5 separate regions of the Mus musculus genome follow, and regions 1, 2, 3 and 4 are each linked to region 5. A link is a contact called in public Hi-C and promoter capture Hi-C data. All regions are on one chromosome and are shown on one strand. Each heading gives the region's core, a stretch centred on a gene start, on an enhancer-like site or on the middle of the called end of the contact. The rest is flanking DNA. Distances are from core to core; before and after follow the strand shown. Region 1 holds the start of M6pr (mannose-6-phosphate receptor, cation dependent). Region 2 holds the start of Ddx47 (DEAD box helicase 47). Region 3 holds the start of Lockd (lncRNA downstream of Cdkn1b). Region 4 holds the start of Foxj2 (forkhead box J2). Region 5 holds the start of Itfg2 (integrin alpha FG-GAP repeat containing 2).

What was found. Promoter capture Hi-C pulls out the DNA fragments that hold promoters and counts their contacts. Hi-C and Micro-C count contacts between places; a contact is called where the count stands out from the background.
Region 1: a contact with region 5 is called in a Hi-C map of CD4 T cells, with 3 times the contacts expected there. The contact joins the promoter of M6pr here to the promoter of Itfg2 in region 5. A contact is called at or near these places in 1 of 39 promoter capture datasets (cranial neural crest) and 1 of 484 Hi-C or Micro-C datasets (CD4 T cells).
Region 2: a promoter capture Hi-C map of pre-B cells shows a contact between it and region 5. The contact joins the promoter of Ddx47 here to the promoter of Itfg2 in region 5. A contact is called at or near these places in 2 of 39 promoter capture datasets (frontonasal cranial neural crest and pre-B cells) and 1 of 484 Hi-C or Micro-C datasets (the G1E-ER4 cell line).
Region 3: a promoter capture Hi-C map of second pharyngeal arch cranial neural crest shows a contact between it and region 5. The contact joins the promoter of Lockd here to the promoter of Itfg2 in region 5. A contact is called at or near these places in 2 of 39 promoter capture datasets (pre-B cells and second pharyngeal arch cranial neural crest) and 1 of 484 Hi-C or Micro-C datasets (B cells).
Region 4: a promoter capture Hi-C map of cranial neural crest shows a contact between it and region 5. The contact joins the promoter of Foxj2 here to the promoter of Itfg2 in region 5.

Annotation. Positions count from the first base shown.
Region 1 is chr6:122,304,748-122,310,139 of GRCm38.p6, reverse strand. M6pr (mannose-6-phosphate receptor, cation dependent) reads right to left here and starts at 1,420. Exons shown (of 7, transcript NM_010749.7): 1 at 974-1,420.
Region 2 is chr6:135,008,857-135,014,365 of GRCm38.p6, reverse strand. It overlaps Ddx47 (DEAD box helicase 47), which reads right to left and starts at 2,754. Exons shown (of 12, transcript NM_026360.3): 1 at 2,638-2,754; 2 at 1,971-2,064. The coding sequence starts at 2,724.
Region 3 is chr6:134,926,480-134,932,176 of GRCm38.p6, reverse strand. Lockd (lncRNA downstream of Cdkn1b) reads right to left here and starts at 3,085. Exons shown (of 2, transcript NR_037956.1): 1 at 2,892-3,085.
Region 4 is chr6:122,818,699-122,824,603 of GRCm38.p6, reverse strand. It overlaps Foxj2 (forkhead box J2), which reads right to left and starts at 4,420. Exons shown (of 11, transcript NM_021899.3): 1 at 3,634-4,420.
Region 5 is chr6:128,421,184-128,426,490 of GRCm38.p6, reverse strand. It overlaps Itfg2 (integrin alpha FG-GAP repeat containing 2), which reads left to right and starts at 1,581. Exons shown (of 12, transcript NM_133927.1): 1 at 1,581-1,773. The coding sequence starts at 1,678.

The DNA of each region.
Region 1 (5,392 bases), core at 171-2,670, 6.1 Mb after region 5:
GAGGGGTCTGACGCTTAGAGTTGCTCACTGAGTTACTTGTCCTAGGCTACACAAATATTAAATCAACCTGGATGACTTAATGCCATGAAGGCATTTGTGGTCAAACTTCTGATAAATACAGGCCCAAATAGAGAGCAGGATAAAACTGAAAGCTGGGCAGTTCCTATTTAGCATGGTCCAAAGAGATCCCCAGAGTGCAAGCACTTATAACTCTCAGACGCTGTAAAACAGGATCTTAGGCTCTTGAGAATTCCCCTTTCTTATTCTATAGAGACAGATCTAGTGGCAATGCTGAAACATTCTCTATAGGACGCCGAGTGACTAAGTTAGGGGTTGGGAAACTGCTGACCTCATTCAGCCCTGCACGCATTTTTCCACTCATGGCCGTTTTCCATTTTCTAATGGAGGGCTTTATTTTCTTCCTCCTGGTTCATTGCAGCCAACACGTTTAAGATCAGTCTCAACTGGCAGAAAGGCCCAATGTTTAAAGTGCCCCAAGGAGGTAGTTCTGTGCTTCAAAGTCTCCACAGAAACACAAGACACTCTTGTCACTCTTTTCCACACCATGCTAACAGACCTTCCTCGAACTTCTTCCAGGAGTCTGGAAATTCTCGCCTTCTATCTACTCAAAGTCATACCTTACCCCCAAATGACGCCATGACGCCACTTTACTCCCACGATACAGGTCAAAATTCTCTCTACAAGAATCCAGTTAACACTTCACACATGAGCACTTTCCTTTTCCAACCTTCAAAACATCTCAAATCCCTCTCTGATCTTGGAACTCCTCTTCCTCACTCCTAGAAGTCTGGCGTTCTCCGTTCTCATGCCTTTTGCCTCAAGTCCTCCCTAGGGCTCCCTAGCAGGATCTCCAGCCAGAACCACGGCCAAGCGAGAGTCCTGGTCCGCACCTCCTTCAGTACAGAGGTGTGCGAGGACCCCAGCCCGCTTCCTCCACGCCCCCAACACTCACGTGTCACGGGAAAACAGAGCAACCGCGGCTCAGAAGCCCCCAAGAATGTGTCTCTGAGGTTGGAAGACGCGTCCGGAGATCAGGGGTGCGGGGGCGCAGACCCCAGTCCCTCGATTCCTCTCTGAAGCCAGCGCTTCCCTAGGCGCCTCAATGCGCCCCGCTCCAGAAGCCGGAAACAGGAAGCAGCGAGAGCCTGCTGAGCAACTGCTCCTCCCACTAGACTCCGCGGCGTGTGACCGCAGAACCTTGGTTCCCTGGTCTCTCTTTTGGACGCTGATTGGTCAGCAGCCTAGTTCGCTGTTCCCCGGTCCCATCAACTCCAATCACTCGGAGATTGTCAAGATCAGTTTCTTCTTTTCGGGTCGCCTTTCTACCAATGAGGTTCGAGCTCCGCCTCCAGGGACTCTGGGCGGGCGCTCCTCATCCACGCGGGGTCATGCGCCAGGTGTCCCAATAGGTCTGAAGACAGTACGTGAGGGCGATCTGTGGAACTACAAAGAGTGTCGCTCCTTGGGCTTGCTGGGAGTTGTAGTTCCCTCGCCCGAAGCTCTCTGGGAGTTGTAGTTTCTAGGACTCTTCTGCTACCTTGGTGGCCTCTGTGAGGCGCTGTTTAGCCATCAGTCGGCTGGGCTCGCTTCTGGTTTGCAGTTGACTCTGCTACCCAGACAGTGGAATGTTATAGGTCCTGCCTGTCTTGATTTTCTTTGTTCAGAATTTTCTAATTCTTTCGGGACATAACTATTGTTACTGTTACCTGGGCAATGAATTTTCCTATTGTGGCATCTTGCTAGATAAGCATACTGTCAAAGGCATATATCAAAGGCGCCTGCCCTATGTGTGCCGGCCCTCTAGCCTGTACTTCAGTTTGGGGGGACCCGTGTCTTTGTGCCTTTGGTAAGGTCATTTGAAGACTCCTTGGATTTATTATCCACTTCTCAAGCCCTAGTTGTTCTTAGAGCTTGGTTTGAAACAATTGCGGCTTCCTGGATTCGCTCTCCAGGTTACTCATTTCTTCCTCTGAAGTTTCTTTTGGCTTTAGCTGCTCATGCCCCTTTTACTCTCACGTGCTTTTGCATGCACCTCCCTCACTCTGCTTAGATAGGGATTCATGTCAGAGGTAGAACTGTGCTTAAACTGCTAACACCGTAGTGTCCTATACTTTTTAAAAAAGTTAACTTAAAAGTTTTAATACATTTTAATTAAAGTATAATTACTTCCCCTTCTTCTGACTTTTTCCTTCTTCCATTTCTTTCGAAGGCCCCTTCACCCAGCTCTCCCCATGTCCCCCACTCAGACTGATGGTCTCATCTTCTTTAATTGTTATAGTTACAAATATTTGCATAGATACACTACAACCTGCTGAATCTGTTTATGTTTGTATGTACATGATTTCAAGGATGATCACTTTGTATGGCATAGCCTCACTTCTCTGTTAGCATATTGATATCGCCATTGTTTAGATCTTGTTTTTGCCACCATTTCTATGAGACTGTTTCACACCAGACATCCTGGTATTGCAGCTCTTACGGTTTTTCCAGCCCCCCTCTTTTTTTATGTGTCCTGAGTCATAGATGCAGGAGCTGTGATGTAGAGGTAGCCACTGTGGCTAGGCCCCTCACCACCTGCTGATCTCTGCACCGTGTCCTGTCATGGTTTTCTGTGATGGTCTGTAGTGAGAATTTTGGAATTTTGGCTTCTTTAACACAGAAAACAATTTTAAGAACATATTTCCATTTTGATCCCAGGTGTGGGATTTGGGGCTGCTTCAGATTGTCCACAACAGCTGGCTATGATATTTGCCTTGTGCTCTGACAGGGGACGTGGTTTTTGCTAGTCCCTGCTAGAGCACAAGGCAAATATGTTTGATAGTTTCTGTGGTGGTATTTGGAATTCTGAGAACTTTTCAGAGGGTATGTGCAGAGAGGCAGGGGTGGTTGTTGATCATTGGGGGTGGTGGTGGTGGTTACGGTTTGTTAGTAGTTGTGCTCAAAGAAGAAACAAGAAGGGAAATTAGATTTCAGAGATCTCATTCCTTTCCTCTCTCCCCTCTATCCTTTTTTTCCCTCCTATCTATATTAGGATGTTGAAGGAGTGGAAGAGAGGGAGAGAAGGGTGGAGGAAAGAAGAACCCACAAAGTCGCAAAGACCAGCTACAATGGTCTCCATTTGCTGTAAACAAATGCTTATTTGATATATGGTGAAATTACACTTATCTGTGGGCCTAAGGATATGATTTCGAATGCAGTTAGGAATTATGCTGACCTTGCAAATTGGTAGTACATTTTCTTCTAAGATCCTACCAGCCCTGGGAAGTTAGATTTCTAGTACCAGGTATAATTTTCCTCCTGCTGAGTGGGCCTTAAGTCCAACCAGACAGCCGCTGGTTACCACCAACATATGAGGGACATCTACTGTACCTTTATGGATGTCTTGCTATGCTGGCCATTGCGATTTATAGGTACCACAGCTGGGTAGGACTATGAATTGCCCCTTCTCTGGCACCTTGTAGAGTATTTTCTGGTACCTTGGAAGCTATACTGCAGGAATGCGGCTTTCGGGTTAGATCGAGCTCATACAGTCTGAGCCCTGTATCCTAGATGTGCTGTGTCTTCAGCAAGAGGAGCTTACCTTTGACCTCTGAGAGGCAACCGAAGGCAGTAGCCATTGTCTATGTTGCTTTAAGGGTCACTTGGACTGCCCTGACCAACCATTTTAGAGACATCGCATGCTTTCCACTGGGGGTTTTGTTAGTCTGTGGTTCTTGTGGGAAGCGTGTTCAGCTCAAGTGGCATAACTTTCATATACATAGTGTGATATATGTATATATATATATATATATATATATATATTATTTGTGAATGTGTGTGTGCATTGTGTATAATTTTAGGTAAATATTAAATAATAAGATTACATGAGGGTTTATCAGAAAGCCTTGGTGTTATTTGTCCCTCCTCCTTCTGTGCTGCCCTCCTTTCCCTCTGGTCTCATAGCTTGAATCATAGAGTGCATAGCAGCAGTTCGTGTCTGGCAGCGTCTTGACCACAGTGGTTAGGGGTTGTCCACAGTCTGCCCCACATCTCCTGCCAGGATCTCCTTGCCTTCCTCCAGGATGATGTTCTTCTTGTCCTCACTCAGGCAAAAGAGCACCGCCTTCTTGCGTTTCTTCACTTCTGGTGTTGAAGATTTGCGAACTTTCATGTCATTGAACACCTTGAAGACAGTCAGAGCAGAGGCCATGGTTCCGGAAATGAAAGGGAGACAGAAAGAGCCACTGAAGACCTGAGCCCCTGCAGCTGCTGGGATCTGGCTGAACCTGATTTCTGTGTTGTTGCTTGTTTTGTTTTTACTTTTCAAGACACGGTTTCCCGGCCGGGCATGGTGGCGTACGCCTTTAATCCCAGCACTCGGGAGGCAGAGGCAGGTGGATTTCTGAGTTTGAGGCCAGCCTGGTCTACAAAGTGAGTTCCAGGACAGCCAGGGCTATACAGAAAAACCCTGTCTCAAAAACAAAAACAAAAACAAAAACAAACAAAAACCACGGTTTCCCTATGTAGCTTTTGTCGTCTTGGAACTCACTCTGTAGATCCGGCTGGCCTCAAACGCATAGATAATTTCCTGCCTCTGCCTCTCAAGTACTGGGATTAAAGGCATGCATTATAAACAGCCACGCTCCTCCCCTTCTTTCCACTTCTATCTCCTGAAATGTTCCTTGAGGCAGGGCTTGACAAAGATGTCCCACTTGTTACCGGGCATTCAGTCACTTATTCGGTCTTAGCATTTTGAATAGTTACGAGTCTCTGCATTGACCTCTACTACCTGCAACAGGAAGCTTCTTTGACTAAGGCTGGGAACAGCTCAGATCTGTGAATCGAAACATAACTATTTAGAAGGCAGTTTGGCAGCGCTACCATTTAGCAAAACAATATCATCAGATTCTCCCCTGCGGCCTATTCTTTCCCCAGCCTGGGGTTTCGGTACAGACGTCAATATCCTCCTGTAGGAAGTCCTCAGATCCAGTCAAGAGAGCAGCTGTTACACCAGTCAACAGTTTTGTTGCATAATGTGTTCCTTAGATTTGTAACGTTTTCTTCAAATGGAAACATTTCTTCCAGGAGGTACTAGAAGACAGAGGGGGCCTCAGGAGGTAAGCAGAAGGTCACATGACCTAAATAACACAAGCGTGGAAGAGTCACTGGGGCCCATGTCAACAGTGAAGAAGAGAGTAGAGAGTTGCTGGGGTGGAGCCTCTGACTGCCCAAACCAAGGTCAGAAGGAGAGGAATAGGTAGAGAGCTCTGGGCTGTAGTTTTCAGGAGTCATCACCTATGTTGGGGTAGGCTTTCTGGTGACACGGCTGCCTTTGAATCATCCCTACTCCTTGTAAGGGACCCCTCTCCCACATTCCTGCTAGTGACCCTCA
Region 2 (5,509 bases), core at 1,505-4,004, 6.6 Mb before region 5:
AGGCAAGGAGCTGAACGGTCCACGTGATGGTGCACAGCTGTAGTCCCACCTACATGGGAGGCTCAGAGAAAGAGGAGCACTCAGGCCTAGGCGTTTGAAGCCAGCCTGGACAGCACAGCAAGGACCCATCTCAAAAGTAAAAGCGAACAAAAACTGGTTGAAAGGAACGTGGTGGGTGACATCAATTTTAGTATGGGAAACTGAAAAGCCAAAAACGGAGACAGGAACTATAGAAAAATCAGTTCTGGGAGGAAGTTAATGATTCTGGATACAGAGAACTTCAGGTTCAGAGAGAGAGAGCGAGAGCTACAAGCTACACAGGATATACTTATGCCAGCAGGCCTTCAGCTCATCTTCCTAAAGAATGGCGGCATGAAATACCCCTGGTTGCCAAAACTACTCGTGACCCATGAGCATCTTCATAACCTCGTTCCTCCCATTCACACAAAAGCCCTGAATTTCCACTCGGTTCGCATCCCTGAGGGGCATACACATCAGAGGTACAATCTATGAAGGAGGGGCTATGTCCCACATCTGAAAATTCTTCTTCTGTGTGTTTGCTTTGGTTTTTTTTTTTTTTTGTGACAGGGCTTCTCTGTGTAGTCCTGGCTGCTCTGGAACTCGCTGTGTAGACCAGGCTAGCCTCAAATTTAGAAATCTGCCAAGCCCTGCCTCCTGAGTGCTGGGATTAAAGGCACGCACCACCACCACCTGGTTTGACACCTGAAAATTCTAATTCAGTAGGTCCAAGTTGTTTTAGAATAAGGAAATAGAGGATGGTGATAGAATCGCTATTATAAAGCCAAAGGAAAGAAACAGTAGCTAAAGAGACAGGCTAGTAAAATACTGTGTTGAAATGAAAAGATAACTTCAAGAAAGGTCTGATCAAGGGTGTTGGAAGATACAGAATAAGCAAGATGGATTTTCTTTCTGGTTTTTTTTTTGGGGGGGGGGCGTTGTTTGTTTGTTCTTTGTCTTAAAGACAAAGTGTTTTCCTACTTGCTTAGTAGACCAGGCTAGCCCCAAACTCTCAGAAATCCTCCTGTCTCTGCCAATGGAGTGCTGGGATTAAAGGTGTGCACCACCACGCCTAGCTTTATGGTGGATTCTTTTTTTTTTTTTTCCTCTTTTTTTTTTTTAATTACGTATTTTCCTCAATTACATTTCCAATGCTATCCCAAAAGCCTCCCACACCCTCCCCCCCCCACTCCCCTACCCACCCATTCCCATTTTTTGGCCCTGGCGTTCCCCTGTACTGGGGCATATAAAGTTTGCCTGTCCAGTGGGCCTCTCTTTCCAGTGATGGCCGACTACGGCATCTTTTGATACATATGCAGCTAGAGTCAAGAGCTCCGGGGTACTGGTTAGTTCATAATGTTGCACCTACAGGGTTGCAGATCTCTTTAGCTCCTTGTATACTTTCTCTAGCTCCTCCATTGGGGGTCCTGTGATCCATCCAATAGCTGACTCTGAGCATCCACCTATGTGTTTGCTAGGCCCCGGCATAGTCTCACAAGAGACGGCTATATCACGGTCCTTGCACCAAACGCTTGCTAGTGTATGCAATGGTGTCATCGTTTGGAGGCTAATTATGGGTCTCTTGATGGTCCATTGTATGGATTCTTAATTCTCATCTCTTAGAGCTAACAGTCAGGATCTGCCATGCAAATTCAGACAGTAGAGTGCTCTAGGGGTTTAAAACTGTCGTCCCACCATTCATTAACGTCAGTGTCTACCTCCCAAATGGTACAGGCTTGTGCCACCGTGATCACACCTGGCTTTATATTTATTTGAAGCAAGGTCTCTGCCTCCTCGGTGTTAAGAACTCAAGTAGTCCTGCCATACCCAGGGAGAGATTATATCTTTATTTCACTTGGAATTTGACAGCAATAGCTCTTAGAAGCAACACAAAAACTGAATATAATGCCACACTGGCTCTGTACTAGCCTGCATATTTAATTCCAACCTACCTTGCAAGGCCAAAGGAATAGCTTCGATCTGGATCTTGGTGGGCTTTGCCCATCCCAACTGGTCACAAGCTTCACACAATACATCCGTAACACCCTTTGAATTCAGAAAACCATACTTTAGCAAAGAATACATCCTCACCTTTATCAGAGCCATCCTCCTGGTGATACGTAGCCCTTTGCACTTTACATAACTGTACATCTCAGACCCTGCTTTATATGAACACTATGGGACAGCGCCTTGAGACAATTTCTCTTCACCAGGGGCTGCTGTCAACTCTTTGCATGTATTATCTCATTTAACCCGTCAAATCAGTTCCGACCAGTGGCTAGCTATTATTCTACCAAGTGCCTCACGTGTATAAAGTGAGGCGCACACCATAACAACTTGCCTCTTGTAAGGAGGTCACGCGTGACCCTAGATAACATAAGGCTCTACAGTAACTGGGGAGAAAAACAAACGGGGGCTCTCACGACCCAGCGGCATCCTACAAGGCAAATGCACCCGAGGGAGCGTGAAGAGACCCCGAGTTTCTGACAGCCTGAAGATAGCATGAGCTAGGCCCCAAGGTGTTTTTACACACCACCGGCTGGGATATGAAGTACCCAAACCCTGGGTGAGCCTAAACGCCAACATCACAAAATAAATACCAGCATCACCCATTCTCACCAGGTCTTTAAATGTTTTCGTTTCCTCCTCTTCCGCAGCTGTCTGAAGGGCTCCAGAGGGGGAATCGGGTTCCTCGTCCGCCGCCATCTTGCTCGTGGGCTCCGGAAGTGGGGCCGAGGCGCAAGGCGTGCTGGGAAATGTAGGCGATTACTTTCCTAGAGTGTAGGTTCTGAACGCCTCCTGCTGGCGGGTCTGGCGTGGCAGCGCCCCACACAGGAGGGACTTGGAAGAACAGCAATGGCTGGAAGCCTGTGTGCCTAAGGAACTGAGACGATCCCTTCTTGCTGCCCTTTGGGTATCTGCCCTATTTTTTATTTTTTTAAATTGGTTTCTTGAGGCAGGATTTCATTCTGCAACTTCGGCCTTCCAGGGCCTTGGCTGTCTTCCCTTTGGCTTATCACTTTTCTAACTATAGAAATGTAAACACATGGACATCACGATACTATTTATTCATTACTTCATATATTTGACAACTGACAGCCTGCCATATGCTTGGACTGTGCTAGGTGTCTAATGATAGAGCAGGACAGTATCAACTTCCACTGCAAAGAGAAGGCAAACAATACATAGGTAATAATGGGCCACTTTGAATTATGAAAAGTGCTACATAAAAATAGGGGAGCAAAGCTTTGGGAGAAAGAATTGTCAGGATTGCTGCAAGACTGAGAAGGTGTCTCTGAGGCAGTGATATTTGAGCTGGGACCTTACTGATACCAGAAAGGCCGTTCTGAGTTCAGGGGACACCTATTCAAGACTGGCAGATCTGAGCCGAGCGTGGTGGCACACGCCTTTAATCCCAGCGCTTGGGAGGCAGAGGCAGGCAGATTTCTGAAACCCTGTCTCGAAAAAACAAACAAACAAACAAAAAACTGGCAGATCTGTGAATACAAAATTCCTGAGACCCGTGAGATATCTGAACTGCCACCACTTAAGCTAGTGAGGTACAATGTATGTTACATGCCCTGTGCCTGCAAGTGTACCCTAGTGGGGAGGCATTGGCATTCTCAATGTGTGGGGCACACTTTCTGAAACTGAGGCATTAGAGACAATCTGCTATGCTTTTCTTCGTGGTATCCCTTTCTCTGGCAGAGTGTGTTGTTAAAATGTGCGCAGCGCATGTCAAACATACCCTTAAGAGTATTTAGGGCTCCAAGTCCTGAGGCTGTTGTGGGAAAGGCCATAGATTTAAATATAATATAACTAAGATTGGGAGTGGTGGCCCATGCCTTTAATCCCATCACTCAGGAGACAGAGGCAGGTGAATCTCTGTGAAGTGGAGGCCTGCCCGGTCTACATAGCAAGTTCCAGAACAGTCAGGGTTACTTGGTAAGACCCTGTTTCAAATATATATTATATGTGTGTTATATTACAAGTGTGTATGGATGGATGTAACAACCTTCTACTAAAACACAGAGAAGCAGAAACTACACTTGAAGAGGTTTGTGATGATTGCCTGTGGAGGGAGGGGAATTAAGATAAAATGCACAAGTCGGAATTCAGAAACAAAATGACAGAAGATAAAAGAATAAATAGAAAAAGCCAAGGGAGGGGACTATGGTGGTACACTCCCTTAATCACAGAGCTTGGGAGGCAGGGGCAGGCAAATCTCTGAGTTCAAGGCTACCCTGGTCTACAGAGTGAGTTCCAGGACACCCAGGGCTATACAGAAAAACCCTGTCTGGAAAAACAAACAAAAACCATTGCTCTCATTCACCATGATGCTGGTCTTCAGAAAAGAAACTGGGAAAGGAGACTGCCTCAGAGACAAGAGGCGGTCTTTGTTTCCCTGACTCTAGAGACAAAATGGATGTTAAGTATGTGCCACCTGGGTGAAGTGAAACTCAGCAAAGCGTTGGGGTTGGAAACCATGGCAGACCAGAGGGATTTCTCTGACTGTTTCTTTATCAGTGGTTCTCAGCCTTCCTGATGCTACGACCCTTTAATACAGTTCCTCCTGTTGTGGTAACCCCAAAACATAAAACTATTTCATTGCTACTTCATAACTGTAATTTCACTACTGTTATGAATTGTAAATATCTGATATGCAGGATATCTGATATGCAGGATATCTGATATGCAGGATATCTGATATGCAGGATATCTGATATGCAGGATATCTGATACGTGACCCCTGTGAGAAGGTCGTTCAACCCAGAGACATAGGGTTGAGAACCACTGCTTTAGAAAGTGATGGGTTTTTTTCTCCGCACATTCCTGAAGAATAGTCTGCGTCCTTTGGTTTGGTTTGTTTGTTTTTCTTACATTTCACTCCAAGTTAAAAAAAGGAAAGCGCCTTCTGTATAAAATAGGCCATCCCAACATGGATTCTACCAGACAGTCATAGCACACGGTTGGCTGGCAGAAAGCCAAAGGCATTCTGGCTCTCTATTTTGCCCTTCCTGTAACTACCTTCTATTTATTTTATTTTACTTTATTTTATTTTATTTTATTTTATTTTCTCCAGCATCTCATGTAGCACAGTATGTTCTGCCTCAAATTCCCTGTGTATCAGAGGCTGACCTTAAGCTCTTGATCCTCCTGCCTCCACCTTCCAAAGGCAGAGAGGACAAGTGTGCACCACCATGCCTGGGAACTAGGCCATTTAAAGTGTCCCTGTATGTGAAACACACTCTTGGAAGGAGGAGTTGACTTGTCCTGAAAAAAGTCTGATCTCCACTATAGTGAGGTCCTTCCCACCTCTTGTCACTGTTACACAGACCCGCTAAGGAAGTCATTCTTCTTACTTGACCAGCGAAGAACTTGAGTCTCATAGGAAAAGAGCTGTGTCCAGGATCATGAAGCAATGTGATAAGAAACAAGTCCAGAATCCAACCTACTTGAGGTCCCAACACATGACCTTACTTTTTCCTTT
Region 3 (5,697 bases), core at 1,836-4,335, 6.5 Mb before region 5:
GAGATCATTTTTTTGTTTGTTGTTTGGTTACTGTTTTGTTTCGTTTTGGGATAGTCTCCTATAGGACAGTCTGGCCTCTTAGTTTGCTGTGTAGCTGAAGATGACCTTGAATTTCTGATCCTCCTGCCTCTGCCTCTGCCTCTGCCTCTGCCTCTGCCTCTGCCTCTGCCTCTGCCTCTGCCTCTGCCTCTGCCTCTGCCTCTGCCTCTGCCTCTGCCTCTGCCTCTGCTTCTGCCTCTGCCTCCTCTGCCTCTGCCTCCTCTGCCTCTGCCTCCTCTGCCTCCTCTGCCTCCTCTGCCTCTGCCTCCTCTGCCTCTGCCTCCTCTGCCTCTGCCTCTGCCTCCTCTGCCTCTGCCTCCTCTGCCTCTGCCTCCTCTGCCTCTGCCTCTGCCTCCTCTGCCTCTGCCTCCTCTGCCTCTGCCTCTGCCTCTGCCTTCTGAGTACTGGGATTATAGGCATGCACCAGGTTTTTGTAGAGATGGGGATCACAACTGGGGCCTGTTCATGCTAGGCAAGCACTCTCCCAACTGAGCTATAGCCCCATCCCTTCTGTGTTATTTACTTTAAAAAATAATTTTTGTTACTGTTCAAAACAAAGTTCCAAACCTATGTATTAGCCTAGTGGGATCTAGCTTATTATTACCTGAGCCAGGTGTGGTGGTGTACAACTGTAATTCAAGCTCCTGGGGGGAGGGATGGCAGAAGAAGGAAGACTACTTGAAGTTGTAGGTGTAGTTACACCTTATATTCAAGGCTAGCCTAAGATTCACTCAATTTTAGTATGCTCACCTACCATGCACAAGGCTCTGGCTTCTAGCCAGGCAGTGGAAAACAAAAACAGTACAACGACATCTACCTTGTATCCTGTCTTCCCCGGAAGGTAAAAGTTAGGGGCAGTGACATGCATAGAATTGCTCTCTCCTTTGATGACTCTGAAGGATCAGAGACCAGAAAAGAACTCTTTTAAAGTTAATTTATTATTATCGAGTATTGTACATAATTGGATGGCTGTACTCTTACACAGTTGACAGCACCCTTGGCTTGTCTGCGCCAGGAACGCCGCAAACGTGTGGACAGTGCACAGTGCTATGATATTTCAATATGCAGAACTTTTTCTGCTCTGTTCTGTGTCTGGGACCACCGTCAGCAGTACATACCCCAATTATTTGGCTCCCACCTAGTACTGTTTAAAGGTTACCTTAGCTAGTAGATTTCTTTTGTGTGCACGCATGTGTCATGCATGGGGTGTACCTATGTGGAGGCGGGGGTCCTCACTGGCATCTCTTATGGCCCTCCATTTTTTTAGCTAGAATGGCTGGCCACTAGAACCCAGGAATCTACTTTTTCTCTCTCCACTCACCAGCCCTGGGATTAAAAACGTGCACTGCCATTGCTGGCTTTTTATATAAGTTCCGGGAATCCAAACCCGGGTCGTCATGCTCACACGGAAAACACTTAACCTCCCCCTCCCCACCCCCAAGACCTAGATGTCCATAGATTTCTATTTAGCTGTTCCAGAGCCTAAATGTAAAGGCTTCACTTTAGTATGAAAAGTTAGGGTGGATACAGTAGCACGTGCCTACAGTCCCATCTGGTTAAGAGATTACGTCAGACACATCAAGTTCAAGACCAGCAAGAAGTAGAGGGAGGGAGAAAGAGGGAGGGGAGCCATTATTAGTAGTAATGCATTTATTTTTGACCTGGGACTCATAGAGATCCATCTGCCTCTGCCTCACGAGTACTGGGATTAAAGCTGTACACCACCATGTCCAGTGGGGTTTTATTTATGACCTCCTTTGTTTGTACGCTTGTTGGTATATTCGAGGTAGGGAGGGTTATATGCAGCCCAGGCTGACTGCAAAGTCTCTCAGTATCCTAAGCAGGCCTTGAACTCCTGATCCTCCTGCCTCCAGCTCCCAAGTGCTCAGATTACAGGTGTGCTCCACCATGCCAAGCCCAAGTTTCCAAGCCTGTTTTCACAGTCACGTGCTATCTGAATCTTTATCTATGACACCCCTGTCCGGGGACCATCCAAATCCCTGCTTGGCTCACACTCAAGATGAAGACCTGTTTCTGAGACTAGCTTCCTCCTTCCAGGGATGTGGTTTTCCTCATGGACTGCTCATTCTGATCGGATGTGTCCTCTGAAAGGCAGAGGTAAGCACTGAGCCTCTAACAGAGTCCATGAATACAGCCTGGAGAGCAGCTCAAACATGTTGGTTTATGGACGGGGTCAAGGAGCTTAGTGGACTGGGAGAGGTAAGGTCAGAACTAGACAGCTAAAAAACTAAGAACATGGCATACTGGTTCAGGGGCCAATGGAGGCTAAGGCTGGGCTTCTGGCTAAAACAGACTGAAAGGAGATATCAGGAGAAATTATTTTAAGGAAAGAAAAAGGGAAGAAAAAAAAAAGGCAAAGGCAAAGAAAGGTATACATATGAGATGTCCCTGATAAAGAGAAAGACTGATCTAGGACTACTGTTTAATTATTATGACGTTTTAAAAGCTTCACTGCAAAGAAAAACATAGTTGGATCCTAATTAATAAAAGCCATCACTTGTATTAGACCTGTTCTACTAATTGAATCCTCCTAGATCTTAACAAACTCTTTCCAATGAGTTTCCTGACCCAGAAATCAAAAGGGGACTTTATGTCCCCTTCTCATCCTCACAAGGGGGGGTGGGGAACCAAACCTGGAAAACAGACAGGTTCCCCCCCCCCTTTAAGGTTAAAAAGGAAGAAAATGACACCGACTGCCTTTGTCCTGATGGATTTTGACACTCTAACCCCAGAAATAACACCTCTTTTGCTCTATATAGAGTCTATAGCCACACCTTGTATTTGGTTGGTTTATTCCTATGACGGGTAATATTCATTTCTAGGATAACTACCCGCTCCCGCCCTCCCCAAGTCTACCTTTCCAAGACAGGGGAAGGTGCGTCCTCGTCGAACTCCCGCCTGTACCTTCCTAGTACCTCTGGCCAGCAGCCTGTGTGCCCGTGCTCCCTGGACATCCGTGAATGTTTGATGCTACATCTCTACCCAAACTGAAGCTTCCCGCCTGCATTCTGTCAACGGCACTTGCGGGCGGGGCGGGGGGGGGGCAACTTTTGGAACAGAAAGCTCCACCCATCCTACTCCCTACTACCTGCAATCAAACCAGCTAAAACACCCCACCTCAGACTCCCCAACTAAGTCTCATCACATGATCTACCGTACGGTAATTTTTTTTTTTTAACAAGAAAACAAGCATCCAAAAAAAAAAAAAAAAAAATTCAAACTGCAGGCGCGAGCCAATGGGGAAGCAGGGGAAGGTGGGCGGGGGAAGCGCGGCGGGCTGGGCGGGGACCCGCGGACCTGTGGACCGAAGGATTCGTAAAACGCAGCAGGCGCACGGTTTAGGCTTTTTTTTTTTTTCTTCCAAAACTCAGTTAAGCGCGAGGCTCCGCCTGCAGCTGCAGCCTCGCAGATCCACCTTAAATCTTCAGTGGACTCGGTGCAGGGGTCAGTGGGCGCAGCCAATGCCAATCAAGTTTACAACCACCAGCTCGGGACGAGGGAGGGGGGGTTTGGGGAAGGCCAGAGGGAGAAACTTCAACTTCTCGCTTTATATGCACACATCACACACGCGCACACGCAAACACACGTACGCACGCACATGCACACGCACACAAAGGGAAGGAGGGGGCCAGAGACCGGCGCTCCGCCGCCAAGTAACAAGTTTGCAAACGCTTCTAAGCTCGCTGGCCGCGGCCTGGACGCGCTTCCCGCGTCCCGACCCGAGCGCCATGATGGTGGCTGCGGTTCTCAGTCCGGGTTCTGGAGGGGGAGCCGCAAATGATGCAATCCCCCGGCCGGCGCCCGAACCGCGCGCCCTTCTCCCGGCCTTTTTCTTAACGTTCCTTTTAGAGGCGCGTCGAGGTTTCGCGCCCAAAGCATGGATAAGGGGTTTTTCTTTTGTTTTATTTTTTAAGATTTCCTAATTTCTGGTTCCTACCTCTGCTGAGTCCTTATGCATGATAAGTCTGTGACTTGGATGGAGGCCCGAGGGACTTGAGACTTGAGTGTACGTGGAAATAAGTGCACTTTCGGTTCTCCGGGATCCGCCTGTGGCTGACCCCACCCTATTACAACCCCACGCGAGTGAAATCAGGGAGACGACCCCATAGGTTTCTAAGTAGGATCCATGGCCTTTTTACCCCTCAGTGTCGTTTGCAAGGTTTCTTTTTTGCTTTAATTTTATTATTTTTTAAAGCCAGGAAAGGGGGGGGCAGGAGTAGGGTGTGGCTCAGGTGAAAGATGGCAAATGAAAAAGAATCCATGCTCTGAAAAACAGATCAGGGATCCTAAGTGGACTTCTAAACAAAACACCTTTTAGTTCAAAGCGCTAGACGAGCAATCGTGTTTTCTGGTGATGATGGTGTAATGGCGAAGGCAATTCTCTGGCTCCCAGGAAAGGTCGCTCAGTGCAGCCAGGGTGGTGGGCACACAGTGGCTTGAAAGGCCGACTGCTTGCTCCCTCCCACTAGTGAATGTCCATAGTCCCCCAATCTAACCCATCACAGCCCCCTCCCCAAATCCTTATTTCCCCCAGTTCTTCCTTGCCCAGGTCTGCGGTTCTGGACAGCCAAGGATGCAAAGGTGGGGGGCACTTTGCAAGCAGGGTGAAGGGCAGGGCTGATCACCGAAAGCGGCAGTGGTTCTCCACAGTTAGGCGCGCATTGGTGACGGTCGCTTAGCCGCCAGCGAGCCGGGAAGGCTTTCGAAATCCGCGGGGCTGCGGATCATTGGAGCCCTGCGGTAGGGGTGGGAGCGGGCTGCTGCCCTGGAGGGTCCACGAACTCCGGGAAATTGGTCCCTTCGGGCAAGTCCCCCAGAACTCAGTGAGCGGCGGGGTGTCCTCTGGGAAGGGTCGTGGGCCTTCCATAGTGATTTTCTTCGTCTGGAGGATCGATGGTGAGGAAGAAAGGTTTCTAAGAAGTAACCCAGCCCGGCTGCGCGGATAGAGGCGCGGCCGCTTTTTTGCGGCCTGCGGGCGCCCGGGGCGCGGGAACTGCGCGCAGCCACCCTGGCAGTGCGGGACTTGCAAGTAGCCGGCGACATTAAAGACTTTTGGTCTTGAGGCGCCAGCCAGCCCGACCAGCAGTTGCCACAGTGAGCGGGCGGGATCGGGGCTGCGGGACAGTTGGGGAGACTACCGGGCCGTGACCAGGGTAGTGGGGTAGCGGGTAGCTGACGCCGGCGGCCGCAAACCCGCAAAGGGACGTTCGCGGCGGGCGCAGGAGTCCAGGTTCCGGGAAAAGGACCATTTGAACCACCAGATTGTATGTGGAGGCTTGACACAGGCGTTCGGAGGATGGAGGGCACAGTGACTTGGGCGGGGGGGATGCGTTCCTGTGGACGTGCCTGGCGCAGAGAGCATCCACCTCTTCCCGGTCCACCATTCCTAAAATGCAATCTCTCAAAATTCGTATTAAAAAAAAAAAAGCTATGAAAGGAAAATGAGGTTTGTGCAGTAACAGAGGTGTTTTCCCAACTTGGATTGACTTTCTGACTCTTGGTCCTCCTGCAAGCCGCCCTTTATATTATGTTTTAAACAGAACCACAAAAACACCTTTAGTCTTTAATTAAAATAATACCTACTTGAAGGACTTGGCCCAGCGACCAAAAGATCCATTTTCCCATCCCGCACAGGAA
Region 4 (5,905 bases), core at 3,171-5,670, 5.6 Mb after region 5:
CCAGATCTGACTCATTACATGCCCTTAGCTATCCCTTGCTCCCCGGTGAAGTCTTGATGCCTCAGTTTCCCCCTCCAGTAAAAGAGATGAAGTCATAGCCCCTACCAAAGCTTCGTCCCTGGAGGGACAGGAATGAAGCTAATGAGCTCGTAGCTGCCACGCATTCCACGATCCCCAAAATAATGGCACAAGGCTAATGCCCAGGGCTATTATTAGAAAAGCAAACAAGAGGTAGTTCCATTTCTCGGGCCAGCCAACCTAGTTACCCAGACCTCTCTCTCCAGGTGGGCCTCGTGCCACTGGCCTGGGCAGAACCTGAGTCAGGCCACATTCTTCTCTGCAAGCTGGAAGGAAACACACAGAATCTGGGAAAGGCAGCCAAAGGGCAGACTCCATCACATCCACGGGACAGCTAATGACGACTACAGTGCTGTGGGAAGGCAGCAAACAAAACAGAGCCAAACACAGTCTTCTTGCGGCATGAGCAGCCAATGGGACGGGACCTGTGAGATCCTCGAGAACCTGCACTGTTTACTGCCCATGTTACCCGAACAGCTAGTAACTGTTCTCCACATGGTACCCAAGTCTGGTACCCAGGAGTGAACCTCCTGAGCGGCACATCATGCCAAAACTAACAGCCTCCCTCATGATCGGCCAGGCTGCCTGGCTTTCAACTCAGCTCTCATAGAGGAGTCATTTTAGCTTCTCGGTATCTTAATTTCTATCTCTGTAAAAATAAAATAAAAATTCTAACAAGTTAGCTATAGTGACACAAGTTTGTTCTGGTAGCACTCTGGGAGGCTAAAGCAGGAAGACTGCCATGAGTTTGAGCCAGCCTGAGCTAAGGCCAGCCATGGCTATATAGTGAGACACTATTACTCACACACAAAAACAATCTAAAAAGTTTTTAAAAAAAAAAAATTGTTGTTGTTGTTGTTGGTTTTGAGACAGGGTTTCTCTATGTAGCCCTGGCTACACAGATGTCCTGCAACCCACTATGTAGACCAGGCTGGCCCTGACCTCAGAGATCCACCTGCTTTTGCCTCCAAGTGCTAGGATTAAAAGAGTATGCCACCACCACCCAGCTTAGAATTCTTTTAAATGAAGGTTAACTGTTCCTACAAGAGCTGTGAGGCTTAGCTAATATTTTTAGTATGTTTAAAGCACTTAGTAAGTATACCTTTGTTTTTGAATGAAGAAAAAAGACTATCAGTCATCTGTATGTATGGCTCAGTGTGTGTAAGGTGCAGGTGCAGCCCACAGTTCACTGCCCAACACCAAAATGTTTCAATGGAAAGAGAATAGGTCCCAGAGAGATGGCTCAGCAGTTAGGGACACTGGCTGCTCTTCCAGAAGACTTGAATTCAATTCCCAGCACCCACATGGCGGCTCACATCCATCTGTAACCTTAGTCCCATGAGATCTGATGCCCTCTTCTGGTGTGCCTATGCACAGAGAAAATACTCATATATACATAAAATGCAAGAGAAATAAATCTTTCAAGAAAAGAAGAGAACGTCAAAAAGAAAATTATAGCAGATCGCAGAGACAGCATCAGACATGCGGTGATCATATTGCCGAGTCTGAAACAAGCCTGCAGTGGCTGTCAGAACGTCAGAATTTCAAACATTTCCCTTGAGTTCATCCGCCCAGTACTGACTGCGATCGGGAAGCCTCAGAGGACGTAGAAAAGGGGAAAATAGTCACCTGTCTTTCAGGGGATTTTGGTGCAGTCATAAGATACCGTCCCTAGAAAACAATACACTCCAAAGCACAGTTAATGCAAGCAGCCCCTCACTGACTACTGAGAGGCATGAGAGTTACGGAACTTGTCCCAGCAGAGCCAGCTGAATGGAGCAGTCTGCCTGGAGCAGCGACACCACAGCCCACACTGTGCCCCTCAGAAGCTGCACTCTAGCATCTGATAAAGTGCTTTGTAAGGAACAGACCACTGCCACGGCTGGCACACCTCTTTCAAAAGTGGGAGAGGCGGTTCTAGACCTGGAAGTTAAGGACAGGACCGTCATCTTTTAAGACTGGAGGCACCCACGATGAAACTTTCCTACCAGTCCTGGAAGAAAACAGGTCCAACCTGGGAAAGGCCTGCCAAGCAGCTTGGGGTGACTTCAGGAGGGGGTCACGGGAATTCCCCCTGGTGGGTGAGGGGGAAAGCTAGGCTTTCTCCCAACTGGTTGTCTGCACGCTCATCTCTTCTTGGTTTTGGCAGAGAGTCTCCTGCTTCTCCAGGCCTGCCAGAAATGATTCTAAGGGATCAAAGCACAGTCTAAAAAAACCGCCAGGATAGTCTTCTCCATGTACATACTCAAAACCCAGACAGCAAGCCACAGTCATTCCCACTGGGGAACATGTACATCATTCTACAGGCCAGCCATTGAACCTGTGGACCACAGTCCTGTTTCGGCGCATCACCACGACAGGTATCTTCCAAGGATCTAGTGGACAGGCAAAGACTTGGATAACACAGGCAAGCCACCCATGGCCCGTATAGGGAGGCAGAGACTGAAAACCTAAGGGGAGGAAGCTCCACACAGAAGACGAGGCATGGTCCAACCACCAGACAGGAAGTGCAGGTCTCGAGCTAGTGACCTCGGGTGAAAAATCAGAGCTCTGCTACAAATGCCACTCTGGCTCAACCAGGAAGATTTCTTAGCACGTTTTCTCCTGCTCTTTCTAAAGATTTTTGATTTTGAAGAAAATTTTCAACACAAGGTTCCTGGGACCCAGAACTAAACGAAAAAGCAAGAAGAGAGATGATGAGACCAGTAGGTGTTTTCCTGGAGGAAACTCTAAAATAAACTCCTCAGAGGTCAGACCTCCCTGGTGGACAGCTCATGAAGATAGAGGGACGGGTGGAAGGAAGCTAGGAAGCACCTTCTTCTCTTCCTCCATTCAGCTGATTTTTCCAGCGAATGGCAGGACACATGAGGGGACTAAGGCAGATTTGGTATCTAGGAAGACTCCAGCCCACCAAGGTGCATTGCCCTGACAGTTCCTTCTCATTCCAGGACATGTGCATTCGCATTTCCCTTTGGATTTTACACAGAGAGGCAGATATCCAGCCTGAAGTAGGGTTGTCAAAAGGGGCCTCCCTCCTGGTATCCAAGACAGAGTGGGCGGGGACCTGTCGCCAGTCAGGCAAGCAGTCATTGTAATAGACTGGAAAGAAGACGTCTGTTGAATATTAAACTGACTTAGGCATGCCCTGGACGATACAATACAATCCATAAAATGCCCCCACGACTGCAGGTCATTTACTGCAGGTCCAGTCACCAGAGGACAAGACCCAAAGATGGACAGTGCTGTGGGATTCTGACTGTGCTGTGTCCTGAGTTACTAACACCATGGCGTCCTGAAAACGCACCTGTTGTCTGTTCTCAGTCCAAAGCATCAACTTCTCTAGGGGCTGCAAATGACCCAACCCTTTGGACTCCAAAATCTTAAAAGGCCATTTCTCAGAGTCTCTGAAGCAACATGTGGGTTCCAGTGCAAAAGTTCCATCGGAAGACATTTCCCAGGGGTCTTTCTTCTTCCCTTCGAATGAACCCTAAGCTCCACCATTTCCGCTCCCCACACCTCCTGGTGTCTAAAGACTACAGAACGGAAAGCACTAACCTGTCTCCAAGGCTCCCCCCGCCGCTGGAGGAAACCACCTGGTACAGAAGTTTGAGGTTGCAGGGATTCCCCTCTTCAGAGGCAGGTGACAGGTGGCATCCTCAGTGACTCTTCCAGTGCCTGGCGGAGCCTCCCAGGCTGGAGCAGGGAACTGAGTCCCCTGAGGAAGAGGAGTCGAAGGAGGAGGAGGGGGAGAGGGAGGACCTACCTGGGGAAGATGGCACACCCCCCACCCCCTGCCTGCTACCCTAGGGAGGAGGGGAGGAGCCTCTCCCAGCCAGGAGTTGTCTCCTCCCCTTTGGGGGAATCCCCCTCCCCCCCCAAACTGGATCTTTCAGGGGCTGAGGGCTCTTTCTGTCAGTTGGAGATCTGAGTGGAGGGGCTCTGCCCCGGTCCACTGTCTAGGTGCACGGAAGTTGAGGGGCGAGGTCTTCTACTCTCCAGCAAACTGGAACCAATTCCTGGCGGTTCCCTGGAGGGTCCTGGCTTGTGCGTATCAGGACGCCTCTCCGCGGTGAGTCCCGGGTGGGATGCGGGGTGCCTACTCCACAGGCATGGCTCCCTTTCTCTCTGCCTCAAAAGTCCCAAACTGTCTGGAGTGCGCTGAGGCGTGAGGGAGGTCTCACTCCGGGTCCTTCAGGTCTCACTACCCTTCCCGACTTCTGGGGGTCTCCGCTGGAGCCACCGTGGGAGGGACAGCCGCGTGCCCTGCGGCGATCTCTTCTGGCTGTCCGGGGAGTAGGGAGGGTCCTCCCTCCCAAGGGAGAGGGAGCAGGTCCCGGCACAGGGTGTCCCGAGGGTGGGGTCCTCGCACTCCGGCTCCCGCCCGCCTGGCCGGCCGGCCTGGACAGCAGGGTCCCGGAGGCCGCGGTCCGGGCTCCCGTCACCCGCTGCCGGGCGGCAGCGCCTCCCGGGTCACGTCCCCCGTCCGCCGCGCTTCCCGGAGCGTGGGGCTCCCCGCGCTGCCACCTCTGAGGCTCCGACCGGTCGGGGCAGCCAGGAGCCGGCAGGCGGACGGAGCGCGTCGGGGCTCGGCTCGGGCTCGGCTCAGCTCCGCTGCAGGCCCCGGCTCCTCCCCGGCCTCGGCGCCGCGCTCCGCGCCCCTCCCCCTCCCGCCGCCGCGGCCGCCGCCTCCCGGCGCGGGTTAAGGAGGAGCGCGGAGCCCCGCAGCCCACGGGTCGCCGACCCTCCGTCCCGGGCACTGGCGATGCCAGCGTCCACGCTAAGGGCCACACACACCTCTCATTGTGCTGTGGTCTACGCCTAAGACAAGTATTCCCAGTTTTCTCAGAAACGCATTTGATGGCTCCTCTCTTTCTCTTCCAGACAGCTTATAAAGGGTTATAGGGCCGGGCGTGAAGTTAAAGTTTACTCTTATCCTGGAGGTCAGTGAAAGATTGGATCGAGGATGTATAAAAAGATAAATGAGTCTGTTATAGAGAAATGAGCATCGGGAAATGGGGTCTTGTGTTAGTTTCGGCTCTGCAAACTTGTGCAAGGCCCTAGTTTCTGGAAGCATAGCCTGTGAAGAAGGGACTATGATACTCTGGCCTGCCTACTAATATGGATGTCGCAGTCACCAAAGGAAATGATTTACGAGTTGCTTTTTAAAATGGTCTAGTACACAAAGGGTTCAAAGCATGATTATTCATTTCCCTTATAAAATGTCATTTTTTTTTACCTTTGTGCTAAAGTCAAGTGACATTTCTATAGACTATGTTATCCTGAGTGCCACAGGGAGATAGAATGGGCTCTCAGCACATCCCTCTACTTCTTACAGAATAATCTCCATCCTGGGACAGGAAATAGAACCAGGTTAGCCCATCTCTTACCTCCCCAGTCATGCTATTCCAGTACAAACTCTTAGGTATATCACCCTCTGGCTTACTTTTCTCCAATTGTGTTCTATTATAAAATGATAAGACAAAAGAAATTGTTCACTTGATATTTGAATTGCTCAAAAAGATGACAGTTTGATGACTCCCTGTAGAAAGAGATGTCATTTGTCTTCTGGCTAAATATATGCCTACTGCCATTTACTTACATTCTTGTACATATAACCACATTACACATACAACGTCTGCATTAAGGCTTCACACTCTCCGTGTGTTATCACACTTGATTCTTACTGGCAATTCCATGCAGCAGTATCAGGCCTTTAGAGTGTAACTACAGCTTGAAGATATTGTTTGTGTCTGAGTTCATGTAATTCGCACCATTATGCAATTCGTAGTGTTACTTTGTGTCAGGTGTTGAACCCAAATGGCCTTAG
Region 5 (5,307 bases), core at 332-2,831:
CTTAGACCTTCTAAGGGTTGTAGCCATCCCCACAGCTCACTACCAGTAACAGGGACTGGTAACTGGGAATGGATCTGCAGTGCCTTTTTCCTTTCTACTTTGAGCTGTCAGAGCCACGAAAACCAAATCCATCCTTTCCTCTAGGGTAGAAAGGTCTCTCATCTCAGACTTCTTTCACCACCTTTGACATAGAACGTAGGACATCTCTGGTCCAGCACCCCCTAAGATGAGAAGCCAAATGTAGATTAGCTTGCACATGTAAAACTAAAGGGTTTTCCTCCTTAAGAGAGTCTCAGTGTGTTTCAGGCTGGCCTCAGACTGCATGTGATTGACAATAATCCTGAACTGCTGCCTCTGCGTCCCTAGCGCCAGGACTACAGGAATTTCTATCGAGTGTCTTTTGTTTTTATTGACTTTTTGTTGGAGATGGGGTCTCATGTAACCAAAGCTGACATAGAATTACACAGCCAAGGCTGATACTGATCTCTTGATCCTCCTGCCTCTGCCTCCCAGGTGCTAGAATTACAGGCGAGCACTACCACATGTAGTTTAACTAACACTCCTGTTGCCTTGATCACATCTCAGAAGAAAGGCAGAACCTGGTTTATCAGGGAAAGTATCCCAAGCAGCCCCAGTCATGAGAATAATGGCCCCACCTAAACTAGAGTAAGGCCACTAGAAACAGGTCTCTTTGTGCTGGGGTGGGGCTACATCATGCCTCGGGTCCAGAATCCCAGCAGCCTTCACTTCCATGGGAACTGCAATAGTGACAAAAGAGCTCTAACATTTTACATCAGACATCTTGGTTTGAATCTCACGTCTACCACTTTCTGCAAAGTTACTCAATCTTGATGAACATGGTTTCCTCACCTGAAGAAACAATAAAGCTTACATAATTTTGCTGATTAAATAATACATGTAAGGTGTGCTTTGCAATAGGTATTTTTCAAACTGCTGCCCATAAAGTACACAGCATAATTTTTTCATTATAATCCAGGGTATATATATATATATATATATATCCCCAAAACAAGGCTTTAACAAAATAACACGATTTACTACTTAGATCTTTTTCTCTTTGTCTGTTTTCATATTTTTAAAATCTTTGTGGTGGCTCTCCTGCTACATGTGTATGTGTGCATCACCTAGGTGCCTGGGAAGCCAGAAGAGGTTGTCTGGCGTCGGACTTCTTAGAACTGGAATTACAGATGGATGGGTGCGAGCACCATGTCGGGGCTAGGAATCTTCCCAGGGTCCTCTACAAGAGCAAGCAGCCAGTGCTCTTAATTGCTGAGCTCTATTTTTGGCCCCTTAAGTTTTGTTTTTGTTTTTTTTTTAACGTGGGTTGTAATCCACTACATTGCGTTGACAACTCCATTAGGGAATTTCATAAAAATTGTTGGAAAACAAAGCTGTTAATTATGACGGCTATTACTATGACCCGAGGGATGGTCTGAATCCCCCTCAGAGAAAAAGGTCAAGCCCCAGGTATCAAGTCAGCTCCTGGCACGGAAGGCCCGCCTCCTCCCCTAAGGTTAGGGGAAGAAAGCCGGAACTCAAGGCTTAAGCGGTGACGTAGACTTCCGGTTCGGTGGCCTGACACGCGTGCACGGCTGTCCTGAGGGCTCGGGGGTCGTTTTGGTGCAGTGGCCCGGCACCTCAGCCCTCCAGAGTGCCATGAGGTCGGTTAGTTATGTGCAGCGCGTGGCGCTGGATTTCAGCGGGAGTCTCTTCCCGCACGCCATCTGCCTCGGAGACGTGGATAACGACGCGGTGAGTGCATGCGCACTGCAAACCACTGCATTTGGGCGGAGCGAGATGGGGGTGGTGGGAACGACACGATGGCGTGTTGTGCGCTTGCGCACTGGAGTCAACATGGCGTGCGGAACAGAAAATTTTGATTGACAGTATCGCTCTGAGACCGTCACTGCAGGAGGCTTAGTTGGGCCAGAGCCTCTAGTAGTTATTTTTTGTTTTAGCTTTAAAATTTATGTGTAGAGTGTTTTGCTTGCATGTGTGTCTGTGTACCGTGTGTGAGCAGTGCCCGTAAAAGCCAGAAGAGGAACGCTGGGTCCCCTAGAACTGGCGTTAGAGACATTTGTGAGCTGCCACTGCTGGGGATTAAACCCCATTCCTCTGGAAGAGCTAATGTCCTATCGCTGAGTCATCACTCCAGCCATATTTTATTTTTTTATCATTAATTTTAAGAAGACAGGTTGTTGGTTCTCTTGCACAGTTCAGTGATTGTCAGGATAGGAGGTTGTAAAAGCCTGTTTCCCGCGTTATTTCCTTTCGTAGCCGCAATTCCCTTGCAAAACATCTTTACATTTCAAAGCCCATTTTTTAACCTGTAAATTGCATTTAATAATATCCCTCTACCTATAGCTTTCCCTCCCCCCCCCCCCATTCCCCATGCTACCATGCTTGCCCACACTCTTGGCTGCTATTGCCACACTGTTGTATTGCTCCTACACTGGAATTAACCGGTAGATATCTCTGCTGCCTCCAACCTACCGCAGATACCCCATAATCAGTGTGGACCATGCGAGGCTTCTACTGTGCCTACCCAGAATTGACTCAGGTGTCTGGCGACTTTGTAGTGTTACCTCTTCGTTGAAATACAAAAGCAATTTCTACCTACTTTTTTTCTTTCCTAGGCAGTTGATGCTTTTCTCGTCATTTAAATAAATAAATGCACATTAAGCAGGTAGAACGATGACAGGCACACAGTTAAGGCTCTGGAACTGTTAGTGTTAACAGTATTAGCAGCCCCACCCCACCCCCGCCGCCAGGCCTACCATAGGAAATATTAAAAAAAAAAAAAAATGGGACTGTACCTAGTATGTTCAGATTTCTTTCTTTCTTTCTTTCTTTCTTTTTTTTTTTTTTTTTTTTTTTGGTTTTTTCGAGACAGGGTTTCTCTGTATGGCCCTGGCTGTCCTGGAACTCACTTTGTAGACCAGGCTGGCCTCGAACTCAGAAATCCGCCTGCCTCTGCCTCCCCAGTGCTGGGATTAAAGGTGTGCGCCACCACACCCAGCTTTCAGATTTCATTTCTTGACACCATTACCTAAACAGCACAGCACAGCAGCTTCAGTCCTGCATAACCTAACGGTGGATACTTTGAGGGATGCATTATTGGGTTACTTTGCTGTCCTAACATTTTTTTAAAATATTGATTGATTGATTGATTGATTCTATGTATGTGAGTACACTGTAGCTGTACAGATGGTTGTGAGCCTTCATGTGGTTGTTGGGGATTGAATTTTAGGACCTCTGCTCGCTCTGGTCAACTCAGCTTGCTCAGTCCCTGCTTGCTCCAGCCCAAAGCTTCATTTATTATTATACATAAGTTCACTGTAGCTGACTTAAGATGCACCAGAAGAGGGCGTCAGATCTCATTACAGGTGATTGTGAGCCACCATGTGGTTGCTGGGATTTGAACTCAGGACCTTCAGAAGAGCAGCCAGTGCTCTTACCCATTGAGCCATCTCACCAGCCCCCTGTCCTAACATTATAGTGTATGCTTACACAAACCTGAATGTATTTATCCTGATATATGGAGCCTACCACTGACCAAAGTATATGCAGTATGGGTCTGTATTTAGCCCTTGAGACGATTTAAAGTATATGGTAGCAGCCTGGGGATGTAGCTACCAAACACTTGCCTGACTATGAACAAAGCCCTGGATTGAATTCTCAGTACCACAAAAATAAATAAAAGAATAAGAATTAAGCTGGATGGGATGATGCATGTCTTTCGTCCCAGCATTCGGAAAGCAAGGGCAGGCAGATATCTGAGTTCTAGTCTAGTCTCATCTACAGAGCCAGTTCTAGGACAGCCAGAGCTACCCAGAAACCATGTCTTGAAAAACCAAAAAAGAAAAAAAAAAAAAAAGAACTAAAATGTAGTTGAGATAATGTGTAAATGCTACTGTATGGTTTGATATAAGGCACTTGATTTGAGTATTCACAGAGTTCCTATGATCAATGCCCCACAGATACAGAGAGAGGTTCAACTGTCATTTATGCTTTCCTTATTTTGTTTGTCTAAAATGGGAACTCTGAAGGCACAAATAGTTGTGAGCTGTCATGTGGATGTTGGGGAGCAAACTAGTAAGAGTTCTAAACCACTAAGCCCCTCTCTGAACCGTTTCATCCCCCATACTCAATAATTTGTAAATTACGCTTGCTTTATTTGCATGTTTAAGTGACAGGGCAAGCACACACACATATACATACACACGCTCACAGCCACAGGACAGGTGTAGAGGTCAAAGGACAATTTATAGGAGTTGGTTCTCTCATCCACCAACCACATGGATTCTGTCCAGGGATCAAACTTGGGTTTTTGATTTAAACTTGTTATTAAAGGCAAGTATGAAAAGCAAAATATTACCATATATTACCAAAATATTACCATATAGTGGAGGTGTTGATCCAGTGCTATTTTAAAAGACAAAGCAAATGTGATTGTTTCAAAGCCACCTGAAGAACTTTGCATGGGGTGGGGGCATGGAAGAGGTTGAGAAAATTGACTAGTTAACAAGTGATCAGTTGTACCACATGGTCCATATAAGTGCAGTTATAGTCTGAGAGTGTAGCCCAGTGGAAGGGCACTAATCTAGAACGTGTGCGGCCTTGCATTCTTTCCCCACAGCCATTCTCAAAGAGGGGGTGTTGTGGGGATTGTAGCTAAGCATGATGGTACATGTCTGTAATCCCAGCACTAAAGAGGCAGAGGCAGGAGTGCCACTGCCAGTTCAGCCTGCTCTACACAGCAGATTCTAGGCCACCCAAGGCTACAGAGTGAAACACTGTCTCAACACTACCAATAAAATATGATTAGTAGTCCCCAGACAATTGGAGCTTTGGGAATGGAGACAAAGACTGATTTCAATTTGATAAACCCTTAGCCTAAAGTTCTTTGAAGGTGATTTACTTCCTGCTGAGGCAGAGGGAGAAGCCAGGAATGAAACTTGCTTTCGGACTGCCCACAGAACCCTGGCTGGATGCAGCATCGCATGTCTTCCAGAGACTGAAGCAGATCACAGAAAGAGGGCACCTTTCTCCTTCAGCACTCCTTAGACATGGTTCACCTTCTCTCTGAGGGTCCTCACCATCACTTCGATGGGGTGAGACCAGAGCCAAACTCTGTCAGAGCAGCAGGTCTGATAAGAAGCATTCAAGAAGCATTCAAGCATCCAAGGCTGCCTTGGAAATGTCCGCTCCCACATTGTTGCCTCAAACTGCCTAGCTGAGTCATATCTGCTTGCTCAGTGTACATCCCATAGTGTTTTATGATTC